7 separate regions of the Mus musculus genome follow, and all the other regions are linked to region 7. Evidence: chromatin contacts called from public HiChIP or PLAC-seq, capture Hi-C and promoter capture Hi-C data. All regions are on one chromosome and are shown on one strand. The core of a region is the stretch at or near the end of the contact, and the rest is flanking DNA. Distances in the headings are between cores, read along the strand shown.

Evidence for each region. Promoter capture Hi-C pulls out the DNA fragments that hold promoters and counts their contacts. HiChIP or PLAC-seq counts read pairs in DNA pulled down with a chosen protein or histone mark. Capture Hi-C pulls out chosen DNA fragments and counts their contacts.
Region 1: a contact with region 7 is called in a promoter capture Hi-C map of liver, with 2.2 times the contacts expected there. The contact joins the promoter of Chmp4c here to the promoter of Zfp704 in region 7. A contact is called at or near these places in 2 of 39 promoter capture datasets (liver and pre-B cells) and 3 of 115 datasets of contacts at active chromatin or transcription factors (all in embryonic stem cells).
Region 2: an H3K27ac HiChIP or PLAC-seq map of microglia shows a contact between it and region 7, with 9 times the contacts expected there. The contact joins the promoter of Snx16 here to the promoter of Zfp704 in region 7. A contact is called at or near these places in 1 of 39 promoter capture datasets (liver), 1 of 115 datasets of contacts at active chromatin or transcription factors (microglia) and 2 of 9 other capture datasets (adipose tissue and liver).
Region 3: a contact with region 7 is called in a capture Hi-C map of macrophages, with 8 times the contacts expected there. The contact joins the promoter of Tpd52 here to the promoter of Zfp704 in region 7. A contact is called at or near these places in 11 of 39 promoter capture datasets (the C10 cell line, cranial neural crest, embryonic stem cells and 6 more), 2 of 15 datasets of contacts at CTCF or cohesin (large pre-B cells and pro-B cells), 19 of 484 Hi-C or Micro-C datasets (B cells, the G1E-ER4 cell line, LSK cells and 12 more), 13 of 115 datasets of contacts at active chromatin or transcription factors (astrocytes, embryonic forebrain, embryonic hindbrain and 7 more) and 3 of 9 other capture datasets (adipose tissue, embryonic stem cells and macrophages).
Region 4: a contact with region 7 is called in a promoter capture Hi-C map of liver, with 3 times the contacts expected there. The contact joins the enhancer-like site here to the promoter of Zfp704 in region 7. A contact is called at or near these places in 5 of 39 promoter capture datasets (cranial neural crest, hippocampal neurons, liver and 1 more), 1 of 484 Hi-C or Micro-C datasets (embryonic stem cells), 3 of 115 datasets of contacts at active chromatin or transcription factors (all in embryonic stem cells) and 2 of 9 other capture datasets (liver and pancreatic islet).
Region 5: an H3K27ac HiChIP or PLAC-seq map of extraembryonic endoderm stem cells shows a contact between it and region 7, with 10 times the contacts expected there. The contact joins the promoter of Mrps28 here to the promoter of Zfp704 in region 7. A contact is called at or near these places in 6 of 39 promoter capture datasets (the C10 cell line, cranial neural crest, hippocampal neurons and 2 more), 3 of 115 datasets of contacts at active chromatin or transcription factors (astrocytes, embryonic stem cells and extraembryonic endoderm stem cells) and 2 of 9 other capture datasets (adipose tissue and macrophages).
Region 6: a contact with region 7 is called in an H3K4me3 HiChIP or PLAC-seq map of bone marrow-derived macrophages, with 4 times the contacts expected there. The contact joins the enhancer-like site here to the promoter of Zfp704 in region 7. A contact is called at or near these places in 6 of 39 promoter capture datasets (the HPC-7 cell line, cranial neural crest, embryonic stem cells and 3 more), 8 of 115 datasets of contacts at active chromatin or transcription factors (bone marrow-derived macrophages, embryonic stem cells, large pre-B cells and 2 more) and 1 of 9 other capture datasets (adipose tissue).

What each region holds. Positions count from the first base shown.
Region 1 is chr3:10,365,504-10,368,949 of GRCm38.p6, forward strand. Chmp4c (charged multivesicular body protein 4C) reads left to right here and starts at 1,470. Exons shown (of 5, transcript NM_025519.2): 1 at 1,470-1,718. The coding sequence starts at 1,529.
Region 2 is chr3:10,438,575-10,441,724 of GRCm38.p6, forward strand. Snx16 (sorting nexin 16) reads right to left here and starts at 1,556. Exons shown (of 8, transcript NM_029068.4): 1 at 1,341-1,556.
Region 3 is chr3:8,962,415-8,965,752 of GRCm38.p6, forward strand. Tpd52 (tumor protein D52) reads right to left here and starts at 1,732. Exons shown (of 6, transcript NM_001025262.2): 1 at 1,433-1,732. The coding sequence starts at 1,568.
Region 4 is chr3:10,283,031-10,286,369 of GRCm38.p6, forward strand. It overlaps a transcript of Fabp12 not described here. Among named protein-coding and RNA genes, the nearest start is that of A930014E01Rik, 13 kb to the right of the region's middle. Within about 2 kb of position 2,056, at least 13 of the 459 cell types and tissues checked have an H3K27ac peak or open chromatin away from gene starts, as enhancers often do. A contact at or near this core is called in liver, where this site is marked.
Region 5 is chr3:8,922,192-8,925,351 of GRCm38.p6, forward strand. Mrps28 (mitochondrial ribosomal protein S28) reads right to left here and starts at 1,666. Exons shown (of 3, transcript NM_025434.3): 1 at 1,396-1,666. The coding sequence starts at 1,605. It overlaps Gm52601 (a long non-coding RNA gene), which reads right to left and starts at 1,381. Exons shown (of 2, transcript XR_003954436.1): 1 at 1,283-1,381; 2 at 1-192.
Region 6 is chr3:10,340,864-10,344,386 of GRCm38.p6, forward strand. It overlaps Zfand1 (zinc finger, AN1-type domain 1), which reads right to left. Exons shown (of 8, transcript NM_025512.3): 7 at 131-286; 8 at 1-42. Among named protein-coding and RNA genes, the nearest start is that of Slc10a5, 7.0 kb to the left of the region's middle. Within about 2 kb of position 1,873, at least 302 of the 459 cell types and tissues checked have an H3K27ac peak or open chromatin away from gene starts, as enhancers often do. A contact at or near this core is called in adipose tissue, bone marrow-derived macrophages, embryonic stem cells and 3 more, where this site is marked.
Region 7 is chr3:9,608,424-9,611,471 of GRCm38.p6, forward strand. It overlaps Zfp704 (zinc finger protein 704), which reads right to left and starts at 1,662. Exons shown (of 9, transcript NM_133218.2): 1 at 847-1,662. The coding sequence starts at 1,296.

The sequences.
Region 1 (3,446 bases), core at 220-2,719, 760 kb after region 7:
AAATAGCTGTTCTGTCAAGTCTATCTACACGTAGTTGATATCTATGACACATAGAGGGTGGACAACATATTACAGTGGTTACTACCAACTGTAAGAAGTAAGTTCCAGCTGGATTTCCCAGCATCATAGATACAGAACACACCCATCAAAGGGGAGGCCAAGTGTCCAGCAGTGGGGACAGCTGCACGATGAGATGTGACCAGGGAAGTAAGCGTAGAAACGTGCACTAGGCGCTTTCAGATAGTTAGCAAAATATTGGTGATGTCGGATACTTACCAAATGAGAGCAAAGTGTATGTTATTAACCATGCACTTTAAATAGCCAGTAAGATATGACAGGAGCCTGCAGCTATCTATTATGGAATGTGTGTGTGTGTGTGTGTGTGTGTGTGTGTGTGTGTCTTACTAGTAATCTTAATGTTCAATTTTTGGCAAAAATTCCAGCTAGATAGAGTGACGTTGGATACAAATGGATTAATTAGCCATGATGGCATGCAGATTGGTTTACTGGTCTTAGGATTGAAGGATGCTGTCTGTATCACAAATAGATTCTGATGATATTGATCAAATATGGCAGTGTGGCGTTTAAGGTGAATCATTGTAAACAGACTAAATGCCGCAGGCTGCTTCTTGGCAGTGTACTTCAAATAGGTTTCCAGTTGTATTCAAGCATCTAACCAAAGGCTTTTCTTCCCCTCCAAGAGGTGGGGCAGATAAAACCTCCATGGAGGAAAGATGATTTCTTTTTCTCCAGGGTATTTTCTACTCTCCGTTACTTGGATATCCATGTAAATGTGTTTGACAAAGACCCAAACACAAGAGTAGCCCCATTTAAGATTCAAATACACAGTAGTCACACTGTACACTTGGTATTCCTAATTATAGAAACGAATATGACCATCAAGCACGTACAGAAGTCTTTTGAGAAAAGAGGTGGCCACCATCTTCCACCTACTTGAAGTCTTGTGAAGATCAGCTTTTGGGACTGGCTGTCCTAGCCAGCACAGCCTCTGCTGTGCCCACACCGTCGTGGTGGGAGAGGTCTGTGTCCTGGATAGGACACATACTCAGAGGAACGTGGCAGAATATTCTTGTACATATGAAGAGATCGGAAACAGGAACATTGTGAACTCTCACACACTCTCAAAAGAGCACTTTGTATATCCAGGTAAGCCACCTGCTCTCAAGTCTTTTCGGCCTGGCTAGACACCCTCAGAGTTTGATGGATTTGCTTTTCTTTGAGCCACTTTCTCGGTAGTTTCTCCTGGATGTGTCCTAGTGAGATAAAGCAGTCCCTTGCTCCTGGCCAACTTTTCTCGGTTCCCTGACTCCCAGAGGGCGGTGGCGTCGGCTGCCCTGCCCCCCCTCCCGGGTAGTTATTCGAGGGCGGGGCCGAGCCCGGCCAGGAAATGCCCAAGAGTGGGTGTCACCTGCCGAAACAACTTGTTGATTCCCAGGAGCTCTGTCGGCTCCGACTGTGGCTTACCTGTCTCCAGAGCGCTGGGACGCTCGTCCCCCACTGCTCAGCCATGAGCAAGTTGGGTAAGTTCTTTAAAGGGACCCGCTCCTCCCGGGCCCGGGCGGCTCCCAGCGCCCAGGAAGCCCTGGCTCGCCTCCGGGAGACGGAGGAGATGCTGGCCAAGAAGCAAGAGTACCTGGAGAACCGAATCCAGAGGGAGCTCGCCTTAGCCAAGAAGCACGGCTCCCAGAACAAGCGAGGTAAGCTGCGCCCCAGGACATGCGTCTCTCACCCACTCTCAGCCCTTCCCTGGGGACCATCTTCATCTTGGAGTCTGAATCCCTCCAGGACTGCTGACTTGCCTTTCTAGGAACCGACCTGATCTCCAGGGCCTGGTGATTGAAGTGAGCTAAGCTAGGCACTTGCCAGGCTGGCAATATGTTTAACGCCAAAAATTCTAGTAATCAAGATGAGCAACATTATTATGTAATATTTAAATGACTCAAATCAATCCATGATGAGCCTGGAATCAAAACTTTAAAGTCAAAATGAATATTACTGACCATTTTTCTCTGGTCTTGAACTCATGTCTGGGATTTTAATGGTACTTCCTTTGCTAAAATTCGTTTTTATGTGCTATTTTGCTCATCGACTTTGTTTATTGTTTTTGAGTTTTAAGAATATTGCATTCAAAGGAAGTTTAACTTGTGAGAGTGTTTTCTGGTACCCACTTGGGCTTCACTTTTGGCTCACCACTTCCTAGCCCAGCTCTGTTGACTCCCATTGCACACCAGGTTTCTCCTGTAGGTTTGTGTTCAGGTCACATCCAGTGTCTGTGTAAATTCATCTTAGGTGACGCGTGTCCTGGGATGTTCTGGTTTATCTTGGTGCTCTGCTGTTGAAAACTTCAGTTGCCTGCTGTGCGGTTGTAATCTTTAAAAAAAAAAAAACAACAACAACAAAAAAAAAAACAGAATCAAGGCATTAAAGATTAAGTTTCCTATCTGGCTTTTAGTACACACAAAGGACTTTGAGTCAGAAATGACTTGGTGAAGCAGTCACGCCTTGAACCTTTTGCTCTTTGTCAGAGTTCATTTGTGCAGCATACTGCTTGCTCTGTAAGGATAGGTCTCAGCAGCTCACAGTGGTGCGTGCATGCAAACCCAGGGAGGAGAGGAGCGATGAGCTTTTAATACCAGGGCAGTGGAGGACAGCACCCCCCAGCAACTCCCTGCCCCAAACTGGAAGTGGCAATGGCTTTGCTTGCTCATCAACTCTGAGGATTTGTGACCCTGTGTCTGGCTTCTTTACCAGAAATGGTTGGTGGAAGGAACCTTTCTCCTCACGCCCTCCTCTTTCCCCCATCTCTCCTGTTCATCTTTCATGGTCTTGTGGGTACCGAGGGCAGAGCCCAGTGCCCCGTGCATGCCAGGCAAGTGGCACACCCTGTCCAGGTCAGTCACTGTGAGGCCCTGGGAAGGATTAGCTCATTCCGATGACACTCTTTTGTTCAACCCCGCCTCAGGGAGGTGACCTTGGCTCCGTATCTTCTTATAAAAGTGGGCCTGGATATACACGCTCTTGTCATCAGGACAAAAAGACCAAGTTTCATTCTTTGCTATTGCCTGTGACTTTAGCCACAGGACAGCATGGCTTAGAGTTAAGGACTGGTTTCTATTTTTATTCCATGTTGAGAATATTTTGGGAACTTATTCGGTGACATTTTCTAAAGAGAGACGGTGCCGTTGTTATAGCTGGCTATAAAGTCAGTGTTCGTGCTGTGACTCCAGTCTTCCTCACTGGCTAGCTGTGCACTCTGAATACTTGTGGAGTTTCTGTCACAGCACAAACACATGGTCATTTGTTTGGAACTGTGTGCTCCTTTGCTTCTAGTAGTAACTCAGTAAATGTCTATTTAATATGAGAATTTGAACATCTACTTCTAGGAATTTGTAAAAATGTAGATTTGCTTTCAGAGAGTGAAATGT
Region 2 (3,150 bases), core at 306-2,805, 830 kb after region 7:
TAACATACATTCAAACATATTTCCTGTCTACTCCCACTCAAAAAATGGAAGCAGAAGGAGAAGTTTTGTCGTCCTGGTTGTACTATATGCAACATAGGAACAGAAGAAGGAAAAAAGTCATTCATTTTACTTTTTTATAGAATTACTGAAACTCCCAAGGATTTACACAGGCTAATCATAGTCAGTCCGAAGTTTGATTATTACTAAGGAATGCTCTTTTACTTTGATTGAGATTTGCAATGCTATGCATGCATTCTAAACCTCTTCCTTAAAAAATATGTTAATTTTTAGGCAGGGTCTTACAAGGTTGTTGCCTGTGAACTTGCTAAGTAAGTAGCCTAGGTAGGTTTGAACTTTTGATCTTGCAGCCTCCATAGGTGCTGGGATACACACCTGTACTACCAAGCCAGCAACAACTGTCTTGAAAGTAACATTTTTTTTTAAACTTAGCATCAAATATATTTCAAATGCAAACTTGGTAAAGTTAACGAAAAAAAAGGGGGGGGGAAGGTATCAGGTTTACAGTCAATCAAATTAAATCATTAAAAGTTTTGCTTTTTGATTCTAGATTATTCATTCTCAATAACCTAAGGTCCAAAAGATGGTTATATTGTATGTCTGAATAATTTTGTAGAATAAAGAAGTAATGACTTACCATTACGACGTTAAGTAATAAACTCAGAAATGTTAAGTAGCGACCAGGAGAAATGACAGGTCTATTTATACACAGCAACAGGGGGTCTACCAGCCCAACTTTATTTACTGTCCTCTTAGCAAGCTGTCCCCTCTGGATGTAGGAAGTTTAAACAGGGTGTCTAACCTCACGCGGCCAGTGCAACCTTCCTTATTGTGGAACATTCAAGAAACTTGAGCTACGGACTCACCCCTTGGGTGAATCCTGACCCCCACCCCGCACCTCCCCAGAAGAACCGCGCAGGATTCTCGTAGCTCCGGCGCTGGCCTCTGACATCTGCCACCTGAGGCCCCGGGCTGCCAAGGGCGGCCTCGGGGTGCGCCCGGGGACTTCCACCCGCGGGAGCGCCGAGCGGCGGAGGGAGGGCGTGTCGCCTTCTTCGGGGGCGCCTGACCTCGTACCCAGGAGGATGCTCCCGCGCTACCTGGGGAGGAGGGTGACAGCACGGTGGCGGAACGCAGGCCCGGGGAAGCTGGCAGGGCGACGCGGTCCGCGCGGGCCGCGAGCCCTCAGGCCGGGCTCCCGCACCTGCAGTCCTCCCGGGCCAGGCGCGCCCAGGGGTGCGGCGGGGTCCAGGCTCCCCCGCGCCCCGCAGCCTCCCGCGCGCCCGCCCGCCGTCCAGGCGGCAGGTGTCCCCGCGTCCTACCTCGGCGCGCTCCGCGACCCCACGCCGTCAGGGGAAGGAAGGCGGCTCCTGTTGGACTGCGGCGGGTCGCGTCCTGCCCGGGCACTCGGACTCCTCACGTGACCCTCCGCCCCGGAGCAGCCGCTCGGTGCCTGGGCACAGCCACCCAGCCAGGTTCCCGCGAACCGAGGGAAGGGACGGCCTCGAGTGGGAGGGGGAGGTATGCCGCTCCAGGAAGTGACGTCACAGCACGGCACCGCCCCCGGAGGCCCACACTGGGATTGCTGGTCCCTGTCTCTGCAGTGGCCCGAACAAATCTAATTTTATCACAGGGAATCGACAGTTTTTTTTCCACAGGCTTTATTACTAGGGAGTTTCTGAGAAATGGGGCTACAATATCTAGTTTGCCAAGTAGATGAAGAGAAGACTTCAATTCCCAGAAGGCACTTTGGCTAGCATAAGTTCGGGCTAGAGCTTTGCATCATGGGACTTGTAGTTATCACTGGTTGGGGGGGGAGGTCTAGAAGGTTAGTCATTTTCCATAATTAGCATTTCTTTGATGGATTGACAACTGATTTGAAGAGTAGGCAGATAGAACACTATTTTATTGTGTATTTGTCCCTGTAATTTAGGACTATGGTAAAGATTCCTGAATGCCTGAATTTCTGAATTTAGCCCAAGTGAAAACAGTATTAGGCTGCTTAGATTTGCTAATTTGAAAACCTTTAGTGTTTCAGCAACACTATTATTTAATATTATATATCAAAGTTTACAGAACCATTTGTCAGTACAATCGAGTTGTCTTATTTAAAGATCATTCAATGATTTCTAGGGCTTTGGAGCGATACCTAGAAGGGGAAAATTGAGAGTGGTGATTCCAAAATGATAATGTGATTTCTGACATAGGTGTAGCTTTTATTGGAGAAATAAGTATGAGATAAACAGAATTCGTTGAAAACATAAAGATATTTTCAGGATGAAATTGCCCTTTTTGTCCTTGAATTAATATAATTGAATAAAGGGAAGAAAAAAGTAAGGCAAAGAAAAATGAACCTTGGAATAGTTTTCTTAATAGGGCTCCAGGGGCCAAGGAAAGAAAAGCGCTCAAGAAATAAGAGTGTACAGGTAGCATAGTTTGAAGAAAGATGAAGATCTTGTAAAGGTTGTTGGAACTGTTTGAGTAATTTTTTTTCAGATTATTGAGTGGAACATAACAGGATATACATATATACAAACATATACATATATACATATGTATATATCGCATATTTTCTGGTATTGATAAATGGCTAGATTTTACTTTCAGGAGATAACTAGACATTTTTAGTAATCAAAGAAGAACATTCTGTGTGTTGTCAGATAAGGGCTACAACATAATCTATATATACAATATAATCTATATATATACTGGCCGGTTCCTACTTATAGACTTTTAGTTTACACTCTATGCAGTGGTCCACAATAGAAATGAACTGTTTACACAGCTTACAGAATAAGATTATTTTTCTGACTTTTGTGTTGTGTACTTTTATGTATGTATAATAAGAGGGCATTTGAGCTCACCCAAGGTATCGTTAGACAAGATGCATAGCTTTTATCAGCCTGAGGTGATAGTGGGGTGAGCGAGAAGATGTAAAAACTACAGGATAAAAGAAGCATTTGAAATGGAAAGATATATTATTTCCCCTCCTAAGGAATTGCTCTATCTTCTGTACATTTGGCTTCTCTTGTGGCTAGGTTTATATCCCGGTTTAGATACATTTTTATTAAGCTGGATTTTTTTTTCAAGTAGCATATTTGATCCAACTTGTGTCCAACAGGTGCCTCTTTC
Region 3 (3,338 bases), core at 482-2,981, 650 kb before region 7:
GGTAGGAGAGAGAGAGATTGAGGGAGAGAGAGAGGAGGAGGGGGGAAGGGAGAGGGAGGGAGGGAGGAGAGAGGACGATGAAAGGGAGGGAAGAGGTACACATTGGCCAAAATCCAGATTAACTTTTAAGTAGCAGGTTCCAGGTCCCTCTTTTCAATTACAGACTTCATTAACCCCACCACCCAAAAGCACGCTCAGCCATGCTGGCTGCTGTTCTAACAGAGAGCACTGAGAAGTGGCCACACTAATAACGCAGCCGGCAAGAACTAAAGGATGCAGGGCATCTTCCCCAGTCCCTGCTGGGGACCCTGCCACTCCGCCCACTCTCAAGCCTTAATGACAGCCCCACCGTCCCCACTGTGAGCCCTGCTCTGATTCACAAGCCCACAAGTTAGAACTAGGTCATCCCCCCTCTTAAGTGCTGGGTAACGGGGAAGCCCAGAGATCCCACATGGGTCACAGGCAAGGGAAGTGTGAAAATGAGAAGAAAAATGCTTTTCCCATGCCCTGTCTCCCACAGACATTACTAACAGCTTCCAACTTCTAGAGGGCAGTGTTAGCCTGAAACTATCAACATATGTGGGTTTCTGAAAATCCAGACTATACCTCAAAGGTGGCTGCTATAACCAAGCACTGAAGCATGCTGTGTTAGCACACACCTGTGCCCTGCAAACGTCCAAACCCCCAGCAGCTTGGATCAGAGGTGCCACAGTCTGTCCTTCACTGTCTTCTAGGTTTCCCAAGCTCTACTGTTTAAAAAGAACAAAACGTAACCAATTCTCCACAGTAAGGAAATAATTAACTTCTTCTGGGAAAGCCAAGTTGCTTCCTTGACTCTGACAGAGGAGTTCATTAAGCCATCTCCTCTTCTTGGCAAGCAATAGGATCCTTCCTGCAAGCTGGGAAGGAGGCTGTCCCCACTTCTGCTGGACCCTATGTGGGGATCAATTCAGACTGTCACAGCCTGGTTTCCGCCTTGTGAACAAATCCGTGTCCCACATGGGAAGAAACAGCTGCTTCCAAAGGTGTGGTGGTTTTTCATTTTCCCTTTTGGAAACTGTGAGGTGTACATAGCTATTTGTCTACATGGCTTTTGGTCTCCCAAGGGAAAACCCAAGCCTATCTTCACCTTGATACTTGTGGTGTTATTGTAGCACACTCACCAGGCCCTTGAGTGTGGTGAACGGTTTTGAATGCCTAAGCATCCTTTACTAAGACACTGCCTAGGCAGATTTTAAAACTGTACCCACTATTTGACCCCAAGACCCTCCGTGTCATTCACCATCACCGCACATCCACAGACCTCTAAGGAGCATAGAAACAGACGGTGCCAACTTTAAAATTCATTGTCCCACTCTAAACAGTTAACAACCAAAAATAACTTCCCATGTTGAAGAACACAGCAGAGGGAACTCACTACACAAATAGTTACCAACGTTCTGTGTAGGTGAACCAGGCGGCGAGGTGTTCCCGCTTGGAGAGAGGTAGAGGTAGTTCTTGTTCACTCCAGAATCAAAATCAAAGGGGGATTGGTAATCATCAGCCAACTCCATATCTCTGCACTCCATGCTAGCTGAAGGCAGCGAGCAAGGCGAGCATGGCGCTGCGGCAGCCTGGGAGCCCCGGGCTGAGGGAGATCCGGCTGACCTGTGCAGCCCAGGTGAGAAGAGGAACCGGGCTTAAAGCCCCGCCCAGCTCCGGCCCAGAGGAACCGGGCTTAAAGCCCCGCCCAGCTCCGGCCCAGAGGAACCGGGCTTAAAGCCCCGCCCAGCTCCGGCCCCGGCGTGGCTCCGGCTCCCACGAGCAGGTCTGTAGTGACTCCTCCCTTAGGAGGGCCCTAGTCACCACCTGTCGCTAATTCACTGAACAAAGAATAACCGGGGCAGAGGGAGTGGCCTTCCCTCTGTACACAAAGGAGGCCCCCCACTCTGGAGCCCCATTCAGTTGTACAAACACTAGACACTAGCAGGAATATTGTTTAAAATACAACTTTTTTAGACCGGTCATCTGACCACATCGTCGGCGGGGCAGACTTAATCTTCTAGGACAAGAGAGGATTATCTGTCAGTAATCTCCCCGAAAATGCCATCTGGGTGATACTTTTCTTGCACCCTATATTATACAGGATTCTGAGAGCTTGGCATCCCGTGTTTAGCAAGCAGCCTTTTAAGCAGAACCTAATACAAAAATAAAGCTAGACCCATCATCCTTTTTTTTTTTTCTAAAGCAGAATCTGAATAACTGTCAAACAATTTTAAACTGACTCTTTGGAAGAATGAGGTTTTCATAGGAAGTAGCTGGAAGGTGCAGGCAGCTCCCACCGCTTCCGGGGTGGGGGGTGGGGGGGCTGAAACTCCCACAGCTGGGGGCAGGGGGTGTTTCAGCTCCTTTGTTTAAGCAAAGTCAGGCATGCCCTCAGGGCTCTACAAAGAACTTGTTTCTTTGGCACACCCTCCAGGCAGAAAGGGAGCTGGCTGGTAAAACTTTACAATCACCAAGTCCACTTCCTCCATCCCAGGCCTCCAGAGACCCTGCTCATGCTCTCTCCATGGCTATTGCTGTGACCCAACAGCGCTTGCAGGCCCTTGGTGGAACTAAGTTAAAAGGAGGAAATAGGTCAAGCCAGGCATGGTGGCTCATGCCATAATCACATTACTCAGAAACCTGAGACAGGGGGATTGCCATGAAGCTAGCTGGGACTTCAATGAGAGACCCCATCTCAAAAACACAAAAACAATACATAATCTCTGGAATCTATTTATAGTCTCTGAAATGTAAGGCCTGAGCTTTCTATTGTGTTGTTTGTGTGGGCTCGAGTTCATGTCAGTAGGAGTCAGAACAGGTTGACAGAATCCCCTAGGACCAACACGCAGTTATGACGCACTATATGAAGTCAGGGAACTGAACCTGGGTCCTCTGTAAGAGCAGTAAACAATCTTAACCCAGGGCCATCTCTCCAGCCCCCAAAAGCAAACCATTTTAATGATGAGCAGAAATTCCAGTGTATGACTAGTCTTCAAAATCTCTAAGATGATCCATATTCATCTCAATTTATGACTGATTCTCGTTTCTGTTCTTTTTAGGTAGTCGTGTGTACTCTAGGGAATGCCTTTGTCTAATTTAAACTTTTTGAGAATTTATTTTTAACAAAAATATTTATAGTTTCCTCCTTAAAGACAACAAGATTTTGGCAGTTACGAATGCTTGCTGTTTAATTGAAACCATGAATTGTCACAAAGAGGTGCAATGGCTCATCCTTGAAATCCCAGACCCAAAGAGGCTGAGGCAGGAGGACTACTACAGCTTGGGCTATGTAGTGAAGCCCTGCACAGAAAGGA
Region 4 (3,339 bases), core at 806-3,305, 680 kb after region 7:
GAGCGTGGGGGCCTGAAAAGCTGACTGGGGACAAAGGTCAGGCTGGGCTGTGGCAAGCATCCAGGCTTCAGTGCCTTAGAGAGAAAGTGAAGAAGGGAGGGGCTGTCCAGAGGAATGGGGATGGAGAAAGAGTATGAGGAAACTGGTGTGGAGTTGGCAGTGAGCAGAAGGTTTAAGAAACAGGGAGGAAGCTGGCCAGATGGAATTTAGAAGACGTAGTGTAAGTCCTGGGGAAACATTCTGGATTGATACAGAGAGAGCCATTCATTATCTTAATCAGCTCTGGTGTCATCTACCCACTCACACAGGACAATCTGCTGTCCTCCCGGGTCTAGGAAATGTTGCAGGTGAAGAGTGTTTTAATTTCTAAATGCGGGAAAGCACCAGGCTCCTCAGCAAGGAGCTGAAAGGAGTGCTTTGTGAAGCACTGCTTCTTGGAAGACGCTGGAAGGGGAAGACAGAAGCACACACACAGGTGCAGAGGACTGGGGAGTTTCGAAATGGCTGACCTGAAGCTTAGAAGCCCAAAACAGATGACCCTGCAAAAGAAACAAGGGACGCATGGGTGAAAGAGGCATGTTGAAATAAGGACCTACAGGAACTTGTCATTCTCTATTAATTATGTAGGTGGTAAAGAAGAAAAGGATGAGTCACAATTATTCCTGGGCTGTAAGCCTGGGGGATTTACACACTGGAAACCTGAAAAACCTTGTGAGTTGCTAAGATCCTGGGACCCATGTGGCAACACAGAGATGATCAATAACTAAGTCTACGTGTCGTCCCTGTGGAAGGCTCAGGATGCATCTGTGCATTCACCTGAGTCTAAGTACAGTTTTCTAACACATACTCAGAACCAGCAGGGCAAGTACTCCCTAACACCCGCCACAGGGAAGGACACCCATGGCAAAATGCACCAGTACCCCATCCCATAGTTCAGTTTGGAGAATTACAAGCTATAAACTGACCTATTTTGATTTTAGATATTAGTTTGCTAAAGTTATGTAACAAATCTCCGTACATTGGCTAGCTTAAAGAACAAAATGACATTTCTTTCTCACAGTTCTGGAGGCCAAACGTTCTGAGACAAATTTGCATGGTCTTGGCTTGCATGGCCAGGCGGTATATCCCCGGCATCCTCCTCCTCCTCTTATAGGGATACTGTCATTGAGGTGCACAGAACGGCCTCGTTGAGCATCCTTTACCTATTCTGGCCTTGCCTCTGAATGCCATCACGCTTTGCGGCCTGGGCATAGGAATTCAACCTGTGAGTGCTGAGGAAGATAATCCACTTCATAACACTCAGTGTGTTTTCTAGCTGTTCTCTTGGGAATAACCAATATTTGGGAATCGGAAACTTAAGATAAAACATTGCTAAGAAGCCTAGCAAGATAGGTCAGTAGATAAAGGCACTTGCCACCAAGCCTGACTGACCAGAGTTCAATTCTAGGAACCTTTATGTGAAAGGAGAAAAGTTACTCCTACAAGTTGTCCTCTGACCTCTATGTGCATGGGTGTGCACCTGCATGTATACATAAATACCTTCATGAACACACCAAAAAAAAAAAAAGTAATTTAAACATTTAAAGGCTACTGAAAGGTTGGTTTCTCCTTCCAAAATGAAAAGGAAATTAATTTATCATGCACGTCCTAGGAAATGCATAGGTAAAAACACAATATGCAACTAAATTTTTATTCTTTAGTTCCATAATTATTTTTAATTTGTTAAGAAAGAGGGAAAAGGGCATTTCCTCTCACTATCTTTGTAGCTCCTATTTCCACAGTGGCATGTGGATAGTGTCCCTCCAAGCATTCATTTTTCCCATGTATGCATGTTCCTGTACCTTCCTTTATAGAGCATGATACAGCAGAAAACAAGGCCATCAGGTCCCCCTCACAGCACTTTTGTAATTCCATTTAAAGCTCAGATAGGCAAATGCACCATCAGAGTAATGTGTGTCAAAGGCTAGATGAAGTCTGGCTCATGATGCCAGAGATGGTCAACACAGTGGCCCTTGCCCAATCTCTGGGATTTATAAAAGGCTTCCACAAGAACATGACATTTCAATAGCTACTCAGAGAATGAGGCAAGCATATTCCAATCAGAAAGTGACTATCACAGTTCCAGGTGAGAGAGTGAGCCAGCTCCCTCAGGGCAGTTGGAAGAATTTCAGTACGCTGGGAAGTGTTATAAGAGGTCGTCAGGAGGATGAGAAGGCCAGCGCACAGGCGTGCCTTAGAGAGTTCATGCACTCCTCTGGCACAGGGGGGCTGTGGGAGAGACTTAAACTGCAGACTTGTACCTCAACGCACTTACTGGGACGACTGGACAGAGCAGACGAGTCAGAGGAGAAGGAAGACACTTGTTAGCTTGCTGGAAGAGTTAAAAGTAAATGATATTGGAAGTAGGGTCTTGACAATAAAGAAAAGTGAACCAGGTGGCTTCTAGTGCTACAGTCAGACCCCACAAAGCACAGTCGAGTTTTCTACTCTATTTTGTTCCCTGGTGTCATAAATGCCTCAAGTACTGCCTGGCACAGAGTAGATTAATTAGATAGCCACTTCTTTTAGGTATCTTATGGAATAGTTAGATAAATAAAGGAGAGAGAGAGAGAGAGAGAGAGAGAGAGAGAGAGAGAGAGAGAGAGGGAGGGAGGGAGGGGGAGAGGGAGAGGCGGAGGGAGAGGGAGAGGGAGAGAGAGAGAGAGAGAGAGCACTCCTGCCTCCACCACCATGCCTGCGTTAGGATCACATTTTTCCCTAAATATTTGTAACTCATGCGGATGTGGGACATAATATGAATTGAAAACACTGGGCAGACTTGGGTTCAGGAGGCTCGTGGTGCTGTTTCTGGGATAGGAAACGAGAGAAAAGCACCAGCTCCTACACCCTTCTCAAATGTCTCAATGGAAATGCAAGGGAGCTGGGGGGCTCATAAGCCATTCCTGCTTTAGGAATATATGAATATTTAGTTTAATTTTCACAAAACCCATGTTCAGTGTGATCATGGCTGGGAGCCTGTAAAGCCAACAGAGGATCAATAGAAGGGGTCTGGAATGTGCCCAGTAAACTTGATTGATTCATTCATTTCTCTCTCTCTCTCTCTCTCTCTCTCTCTCTCTCTCTCTCTCTCTCTCATCACCATGTCACTCAGTCTGACCTCACATTCATGACCCTTGTCCCTTGTGCTCTGCTCTCCAAAGTGCTTGGGTCACACACATGTGTTATCACACTTGATACTGCCAATTAGTACCAACTAGAGCAACATCATATTCTATAGTTAAAATGTGGCTCTTCTATTACTCTTTACCTTAAAAGAATTTTTTTCTGTATTTTGTGTCT
Region 5 (3,160 bases), core at 416-2,915, 690 kb before region 7:
TACCAATAAAATTATTCTTAATACGATTCTGTATGCTCATAGATCAGTGTCTTGCTCAGTCATCATCAGAGAAGCTTCCTCCTGCAGCAGTTGGGAACTCATACAGACGCCCTCAGCCAGACAGTATTCAGAGGTGGAACATCCTGTCCTAACAGGGATGTCTCCATCATATCCCTCCACTCAGTGTGAGCCCTAAAGAAGAGGAGATGGGAATGGTATAAGAGCCAAAAGGTTGTGGAAGACACCAAGAGAACAAGGCTCTCTAAATCAACATGAACAAAGCTGGCAGAGACTGGAAAGCACTCACAGGGCTTGCACCAGGCCTACCCCAGGTCCTCTAAAGTGTGTCGCGGCTTCCAGCTTCTATGGGACTCCTGAGTGTGTGCACAAGTGCCTGTATTTCCTCCACCTCTCTTGAGCTCTTTAAATTCTATTTGTTTTGTCCAATTCTAATATGTTAAGTTTTTGTTATCTTTTTATATTTTCATTTTCTTATTTTAAAAGAACTCCTAGTGCCCTATAAGTAAAAATTTGTGTTTTAAGCCACTACATGTGGCAAAAATCTCAAAACTATGTCCTGGGGTCCTTCCCATCACTAGATCAAAGAAAAGTTTTGGCACTCAAAACTAAGATGACCCTACAATCCTGAGAAATAGCTACATGTGTACTGTTCAGCAATACCCACTAGAGAACAAAAACTGGAAATTCAGATTTTTCTTATATAACCCAACCTCATGTATACCCGAGTCTCAGAATTTTTAAAAATCCCAGCCTTTTGTATTTGCACTACTTCATGTATCTAAATTATTTTACAATGTTTTACACAAAGGGGGAAAAAACTATATTTTTAAAATAAAAGGTCACTTGCAATAAAGGAAAGTGAAACACTGACAGTTTAAATCATACGCCCAGTTCACAATAGCTTTAAGTGTCAATTCAATTAAGATGCTTGTGACAGGCCTCGAGCCGCCTTGTGGCAAGGCTAAGACCTGGAGTCGTTTTCCTCCAAGTCTGACGGGTCGCCCCACAAACCCGATGGATACCTGGCCCAGAATGTGTCACAAAGGTATGCAGAGAGAACCCACAGGAGCGTAAAAGCCATGGAAAAGGAAGAAAATATTAATCACACGCTCTGCTGCAGGTCAAGGGTAGAAAGCTACCCCCGCCGCTCCAGTCGCTCCTCTCCTCATCCCTAAGTCACCGGCATAGCCCATGACAAGAAGGACAGAATTCACCCCCAACCCACGCTGGCCCCTCCCTGGAGTCGCCGCCTGAGCCCCACCCCAACACCGACGGGCTCCCGCCCCACCACGCCGGCTCCTCCCAGCGTCCCGGGCTTAGCCCCTCCCCACGCTCGGCCCGGCGTGCGGACGTGGCGCCGCGAGGCCTGCTTACCAGTCGGAGCTCCGCCTTCCGCTGCAAGTCCGAGTGTCGCTCCAGAGCGCTCGCGAAGCCGCCTGAACGCGCCCGAGGAGCGGAGGAGTCGTGGGTTGCGCTCTCGGAACCACTCTCCGTGCTTGCATTTCGCAAAGGCTTGGAGAAGACAAGCGCTCTCAAGAAACGGCTCCCAGCAGTCCCGGCGTGGGACCTACACAGCGCCGCCATGACGCCTGCGCGACCTCTGACCTCTTCTGCACGCTTGCAGGTCAGGGGGCGGGCCGAGGAGAGCCCCGCCTACCGCCTTAATCCCAGGCGAGCCTACTAGTCCGGTAGTTTAAAGCTTGCCTCCCGCGGACGCCAGAGAGCGCATGCCTCCTGAGGGACGGGGTGACGCTACAGCTGCTGTACTACACGGTCTTCAGAGGTCTCCTTCGTTATCCTGTTAGAGTTGGAAGCCCTATGCTCACCAGCACCTCCTGTGCCTTCGTTACTCAGCACTTTCGAATGCGTCATGCTTTAGATTTGAAATAATTCTTAGTGTTCACCCTCCAGTTTTGTAAACTCCAGGAAGGAAGGAGAGATTGCCTTTGCAAATGGGCACAAAGTTGTTCCTAAAACTGATGGTAGGTCTGTCCTTGGCCACTTCTGTTGCCAGTCACATGCATTACAAAACCCAACAGAAGTTTTATCCTAGCTAGCTACCATCATTTCCTGTGAATTAAGCTTCAGAAATATGCTCAGGCGTAGCACTTCCACGCTCCCATACCCAAACACTTGATATTGTTTGTTTCTCCCCAGTGTAAATCCCCAGAATTTGTCCATCCACTTAAGAATCGAACCTAGTTGCAAAAGTGTTTGCCTTTTAAGTGGACCACTAGTCTAATCAATGTAATGTTAACCTACAGATTACTAAATCCAAGGGCGGGTGTCAGTTTTCTATGTCATTTGTACATAAATATCTTTTTTCCCCTTATCGAGGTCTCATGTAACCCATACTGGCCTTGAGCTCACTGCGTAGTTGAGGGTGACCCTCATCATCTGACCCTCCTGCTTCTCCCTGAATGATGGGACTTTACAAGTACTGTCACTACCAGGGCCAGGACAGAACCTCTTTTATGTCTTTGACTCTTAGTGTAAGTCTTCCTCAATGCTGCAGGTCTATTTTGACCTTAGAATGATGCATAGTTTTGTGGATAACTTACCACTCCGCATTACTAGTCACTGTAGGGAGTATCTCACAAATTCAGTAGGAGCCTGAAAAGTAGATTCCGCTTCAAGTGAGATCTCATTCTGCATACGCTCATTTCTGCTGACACTTAAGTGGATTCTTGTCGAAAATGTCAATCTCTATGGCTACTACCACTTTCAGTTCCTTTCGGAAACAGTGTAGCAAATTGTAGAGCTCCCTTTAAGAGCCCTCAGCAGTCTCAAGTAAGGAACTTTCATCCTGGGCAATCCAGTATCCCCGTGCAGATTTGGTTTTTCTGCTTGGGAAAGCAAGCTGCTCAGCAGTGCCAAGTTTAAAGAACTGCTTTGCAAACTTAAACTGTATCACTTCCAGTGCTTGTCTGGCATGGCAAGGCCCTAGGTTCAATCTTCAGGATAAACCCTCCATCTGGATGAACAGAACAAATGAAGTCCCATCTTTAAATCCAACAGACATGTTATATTCGTGTTGCCTAAGCTAGTGAATAACCCTGAAAGCCAGGCAGCGCCATGGGGAGGGGCTCTTAGTCTTCCTAGTGATATATGTACGCTCAGTGGACTCGTCTTGAAGCTC
Region 6 (3,523 bases), core at 623-3,122, 730 kb after region 7:
TGGCAGGGCTTCTCCTGAAGGGACATGACACAGCCTCAGCTTCTGGTGAGAGAGAGAGAAGGCGCACAGGGTGAGGCCCACTTGCAGACATATCCCAACACTTGAAGGAAAAGGGGTCACCGGACATTACCTTCGCTGTCAGCTTGTTGTTTTCATTCCTGAGATTAGCGAGAGAAGCTGCAAAGTCCACAACCTTCCCGATGCTCCACCGCAGGCAAAAGAACATGGCTTTGCTTTTTTCCTTGCTCCCCTTTGGCAAGTAGACCTGGAAGTATGTTCTTTCTGTCTGTGTAATTAAAAGTTACCATACAGATCAGACACACGCGAGAGGAGGCATTCCTTATTCAGCTAGCGGTTCCTTAACTCTTCTTTTGTCAACACAGAATAGCCTATGACGTCAGTTCTGGTCAGAAGAACCCATCATGTAGCCTACCTACCTAACTGCACGTCCCAAAGACTCAAAACCCTAGCCAGGTTATCTGCATAACCAAGTTGTACGGCCTTTTTATGTCCAGGGACTGGGTGCAGAGGAACTCTTTTTTTCTTTGTTGAGTTCCAGAGACTCAGACTTGGACCACAGGCTTCCCTCATATCTCCCCTGCATTCCCAAGTTAAGAATGAGTTCAACATGAACAGAGAGAAATCAAGAAGACTGACGGCTCATTCAACAACACCAGAATCCCTCAACATGTTCCCTCTGTTTCGTTCTGTGAGGAATTAAACTTGTTTCAACTGTACTCCTTGGAATCAAGGTCCTGTCACTTGAGAGACAAGGCTTCTTGATACAAAAACACTTATTTTATGTGAAAGACATAAAAGGTATGTCAGAGGTTTGAGATTTTTTGAGAACGAAAGTGAAAAACTAAAGTACAGAAAAGCCCCAGAAAGAGAGTTTAGTAACACAACAGGGTTTCAGAAACAGTGTCTCTAGCATAAGCTGTGTCTCACTTGTCTTCTCCAGCTGCATTCTGTTATTTAATTATCTTTATTAAAAAATAAGTGGGAGGGCTGGAGAGATGGCTCAGTAGATAAGAGCACTGACTGCTCTTCCAGAGGTTCTGAGTTCAATTCCCAGAAACCACATGGTGGCTCACAACCATCTGTAATGGGATCTGATGCCCTCTTCTGGTGTGTCTGAAGACAGCTACAGTGTACTCACATATATTAAATAAAATAAAAAATAAGTGGGAATAGAATATTCCCTGATTCCTAAACACTGCGTTAGGGAGGCATCTTCACAGGTCAAGTCCTGTACAATAAGAATCCCCTAAGTGAGGTGTTTCTAATGGAAATGTTGGGAAATAATCGAAGTTATCTTAAGGAATAATACAGTCAAAACAACTCCTGTCTAATCAGAAAGGAATTTAGATTTGCTGAGGGTCAGTGCAATGAATCATAGCTAAAAAGCATTCGGAGAAAAAGAAAATCAGTGTAAACCTAAGCTTTGGTCCTTGTCTGTAACCAGCAGTCCCTGTTCTAAAAGGAAAGCAGTAAGAACAGGCAGGAAGAGAAAACTAAAGCTACCAGACTCTAAAAGTATGTCTGGGATCAAAAACAGACTAACAGGCAGCTGGAGCAGGAGGTTCCTGGGTGCTGAGTGCTGCCCTAAGCACATCAGTACAGAGAAAGGCACAAAAGCACAGAGAACTCGTCCGACTCAACGGCTGCAACTGCAGCAGCCTCAGAACCACACAGGTGCCACTCAGCTCCCTCAGCTGATGCTCTCAGTGAGTGGCCAGAAGACAAGGCGGGGATGGGAAGTCAGGGCAGAGAAATACACAAGAAGCCCTGTAGGGGGTGGTTCTGATGTGCTTAGATCGATCCGGAATCTACCTGTGAACCATCAGCGTCCTGTTCCCCAATTGGTTCTTGATCTATCAATAAAGATGCTAGTGGCCAATGGCTGGGCGGAAGAGGCGGAACTTCCAGGTTCCAGCACGCAGGCTAGGAGATGCAGGAGGAAGAAAGATTTGCCATGCTTCTGAGGGAAAGAGAGCCACTAGCCATATGAGATCTCGGATGGAGTGGCCATTGGCCGCTTCCTCAACTGGGCCTGGGGTAGCAGGCGGGAGATTAGAAATGCAACTAAGCTGAGGGCAGATTTACGATGCTGAGCAACTGGGCAACTAAGCTGAGAGAAGATTTAGAGGTGTTGAGCTGAGAGTGGAAGGTAAGGACATGTTAGCCAAGGGGTGCCCGGCCATTGAGTTAAAAAGCATATTAAAAATAAGCTTGTGTGTGTTTCATCTGTGGAACTAAGGGAACCTGGGCGGTGGCTGGTAGCATGGTCTGCCCAGAGCTTAAGGCAAGGAAGTAGAAACTAAACTACAAACCCTTCAAAGTCAAGGTGAACTTGTAGAATCAATACACTTAAAATTCAAAATTAAGCAACTAACAGCAGAAATCTAAAGACAGAATGTCATTGGGATGTACAGTGAGATACATTACCCACAAAAAGGAACACACTATAAAACAAGTGGAAATAAAACGAGATGTAAATATCCAAGAAGAAATGCAAAAGCTAAAAACATGGCTTCTAAACTAAGAAACTCAAACCAGATAAATTTCTATCATCCTCGATTTTTAAAAAAGGCTTAATTAATGATGGTGAATTTGAGCATCATCTAGAGGGCAGCGTAAAGCAGAACTGAGAACTTCAGACTCCTTGAGCAGCCTGGACTACACAAGAACCTATCTCAAAAAAAGAAAACAATCAAACACCACAATGGCCATAAGAGGAGACAGAATCAACATTCATCGATGGGAAAATGGCAAAAAGTCACATACTCCATGGAATATGACGCACACTTTCAAGGAAACATCAGCAGTGTGGGCACACTGGAGGGTCTTTTCTACTAAGCAATGGGATATAAATCAGAGAGATGATATTATCCATCTGAAACCCATTTTCCTTCATTTATAGCCCTCACCACTAGACATGTATTAAGTATATGTACGCACACACACATATATAATATAGAGAGAGCATATAATATATTCTGCTGGTCAGTTTTTGTTGACTTTACACAAACTAGAGACACCTGGAAAAAAGCCACAACTGAGGAAGTGCTGGCTCCATCAGACTGGGCTGTTGGCATGTCTGTATGGCATTTTCTAGATTGCTAGCTGATGGAGAAGGACCCAGCCCCATCCCATATGGGTGTGTCATCCCTGAGCAGGATGTTGTTTTGAGCTATATAGGAAAGCAGGCTGAGCAAGGCTTGCAGACAGCCAGTGAGCAATGTTCCTCCATGGCTCCAGCCTGAGTTCATGCCCTGACTGCCCTCAATGACGGACTGTAATGTGGAAGCTGAAATAAACAGTTTCCTCCCCAAGTTGGTTTTAGTCTGTGTTTTATCACAGCGACAGAGAAGCAAACTGGGACACATACGTTGGCTAAAAGTTAATTAACAAATCTGTAGTAAGGCATGTAACTAGGTATGCTTGTATATTCTGAGATTTTTTTTCCCAGGCTGCCTGGCGCTCACTCTGTAGCTCGATTACCTTGAACTCCTGATCTCCT
Region 7 (3,048 bases), core at 412-2,911:
TGCCACTCGCTGCCCTCAAAACTTCTTAGCAACATACACGGTGCATGAACCTCAACGCAGTTTGTTTTGTCCAATAGCGTGCTTAGAAGCTCAGCCAGACAGTTGTGTAATAATAAACCCTTTATCTTCTGAAGATACAAAAAAACGGAAAGATCGCTCGTTGCGGTAGCGCGGATGAGGACCTGGTGAAATTTTTCAGCTGAAAGTCACATTCATTTTAAATGCTACCCCTCTCTCTCCCCACAACACAAACACCTTCCCCGCCTTCCTCTTTTGTAATCTTAAGGGGGCGGAGGGTAAGTGCTTAGGATGTCCAGTTTAAGGAGGGCGAGGAGAAACACGGGGATGGGGGAGGGGCAAAAAGCTCGCGGAAACCAAGGTCTAGGTTGTTGCTGCACAGGCTCCCAACTCCTTCACAAGTGCCTGTGATGGAACCGACCAACAACTGTTCTCAGGTGAAAGGAGGTGTTGCAGGTTGCTGGCTAGTTTCCAGAAGCTTGAACAAGAGAAGGAAGACTCCTGCCTCCCCAGAGCAGAATAAAATATCAATGCCAGGCCGATCGGGGCTCCGACCTCGTCCAGCTCCCAAGTTCCCCACCCTGCCCAGAGAAGCGCTCCTTCCTTGCCTACCGGCACGCGGGACCACGCATCCGCCCGGCCTCTGAGCACCGACAGGCCGCCGGGCGCCGCTGAGCCGCTGAGCCGCTGAGCCGCAGTTCCGCGCGCTGCCCACCGCCGCCTGACACACCCCTCCCGGCCCGCGCCGCTGCGCTCGGCCTCCCCGGCGCCCCGGCGCCCCGCCGAGCCCGCTGCGCCCCCCACCGATCCCCGGCACCTCGCACGCACCTTCACCGCGCCTCGGGCGGGGCCCTTGGGAAGCGCACGGCCGGGTCCGAGGGGCACGAAGCGCTCCTCAGCGTCCTCGTCGTCCTCGTCGCCGTCCACCACCTCGACAACCACCTCTTCGTCCTCTTCCTCGTCGTCGTCCTCCTCCTCCGCGACCCCTCGGGGCTTCTCCGTTACCCGCCCGCGCGTCCTGCGCCTTCGGCCCGCGCCCTCCTCGTCCTCGTCCTCCTCGCCCAGCAGCAGCAGGACCGGCGACGAGGCGGCGGCAGCGCGCGAGGGGCCGGTCCCGCGCGGCGGCGGCAGCGGCGGCCTCCAGCTTCCCGGTGCGGCGGCCGGGCTGGGGCCGGGGGGCGGGAGCCCCAGAGCGGCGGCCTCGGGGGCGGGAGCGGGCGCAGCGCCCCCGCGGCGGCTGCCCAGGCTGGGGCGCTTGGCCAGGCGCCTGGCCTGCATGCCTGCGCCGGGCTTGCGGGCCGGAGCGCCGGGCTCCTCGCGGGCTGCGGCTGGGCCCGGAGACGCGCGGCTGCGGGGCTTGCGGGGCCGCCTCCCGGGCTGGCCGCCGCTGCTGGCTGGCAGACGCGCGGACGCCGCCTTCGCTGGCCGGGCCCGCGGGGACGCCGGCGGCTACGGCGGGGCGGCGCGCCGGCCGCGGGCGGGGGTGGGTGTGAGCGAGCGCGCTGCTCCCGCTGCCGCTACCTCCGCCTGCGCCTCCCGGGAGCCGCGGGCTGCGCTGCGCTCCATGCGGCCGGCGGCCGGGCCGGCGCGCGCCTCTCCGGGCCCTGCGCCCGCGCGCTCAGGGCCTACCGCGGTGTCCTGGGCGCGAGCTGTTTGTGTCGTGTCTTCACCGCCTCCCCCTCTTCCCCAGTCCTCGCTGCCTTCCTGGTCTCCGTTCAGACAAAACCCGGACTGGATTTTTTTCCCCAGACCCGCGCTCTCTGAAAATCTGCCGGCTTCCCAGCAGTTGGCTGGGACACTGAGGCCACCCTTGCCCCTGGGCCCATGTCTCCCTCTGGTGGGAAAAGCGTAGGTTTAGACGGCAGGAAGGTGTTTGCTTAAGAGATTTGCTCAAGAGTGGTTCTCAGATGGCGACCACTGGTGCTCAAGTGGAGTTCGACCAGGTGTGCCAACCCCAGGTTTGGGGTCAGTTCCCAGCCTGAGTCCTCAGTCATGGAGATTCCTGCAACATTTCCCTGGCCCTCTCTACCAGGTTCCTTTGAGCACCAGGTTGTAGGCCTTGCCTCATGTTCTCAGCTCTGTGCAGGTTTGGCCCTCCTATGTGTTTCTTCCAGTTTCCACCTGAGGTCCTTACCTGGTGATATGATATGGGCCGAATTCCAAAAGTGTTCTTTCTGCTCTTGGTTTGGTCTACTGGCACTGTCCCAGTCTAGAGAAAGCAACACACCAAGTGGTCAAGATTGTTATTTCAGCTTTTTATATATGTAAGCTAGCAGAAGGCCAGTTTGCCATGTTATGAATGACTGCTGCTTTCGGAGGGAGTAAACCAGACATTCTGCATCCAGATCATGCCCCTAAATTCTATAGGTTTTGGCTAGGGCTAGGAGGGCCTTATTCATCAACAATTGAGTAAAAGGGTGTCCACATGGCCCATTGTTCTTGGAGATTGAACATCACGTGGCTTGCTAGACATGTGATGGGGCTCATTAAATGTTTATTTGGGGTACCTTCCAACCGCTAAAGAGGGATGAGGACAAGGATTCTAAAATGAACTTTGTCCTCCCAGAAACTGATCACCCGTCCAGAAAATGCCTGTTTTAAGTAATCACATCCAAAAATAGTGGTGTGTTTTAAAGCCACCTTGTTCTCACTTCCTGTGAGGCACTGGCCCACAGGTCCTGTCCGTCCTTTCTGAAATGCCTTTCCGTCAGCCCTTCCTTTCGAGTCCCAAAGCTCTGCTAACACCTCCCCACAGTGAAATTGGAAGTGCGTACAGTCTGAAGAGGAGGTGTGCACACATGCAGGTGTGCACACATGCACTCCCTGCCCCACTTCAGATACCACCCCAGAATTTATCTCCCTCAAAGTGCATTCAAAACACACCGTTTCTAGTGAACTTTTCATCTGTAAATATCCTGTTCAGGAAATTAGAATGAGCAAACCTTGTTAACTGGAGCATTGTAATTTATGGGTGTGTCTTGGATGTAGCTAGACCCTCCCAGAAGCAAGTGAATTGTTTCCGTGAGCCTA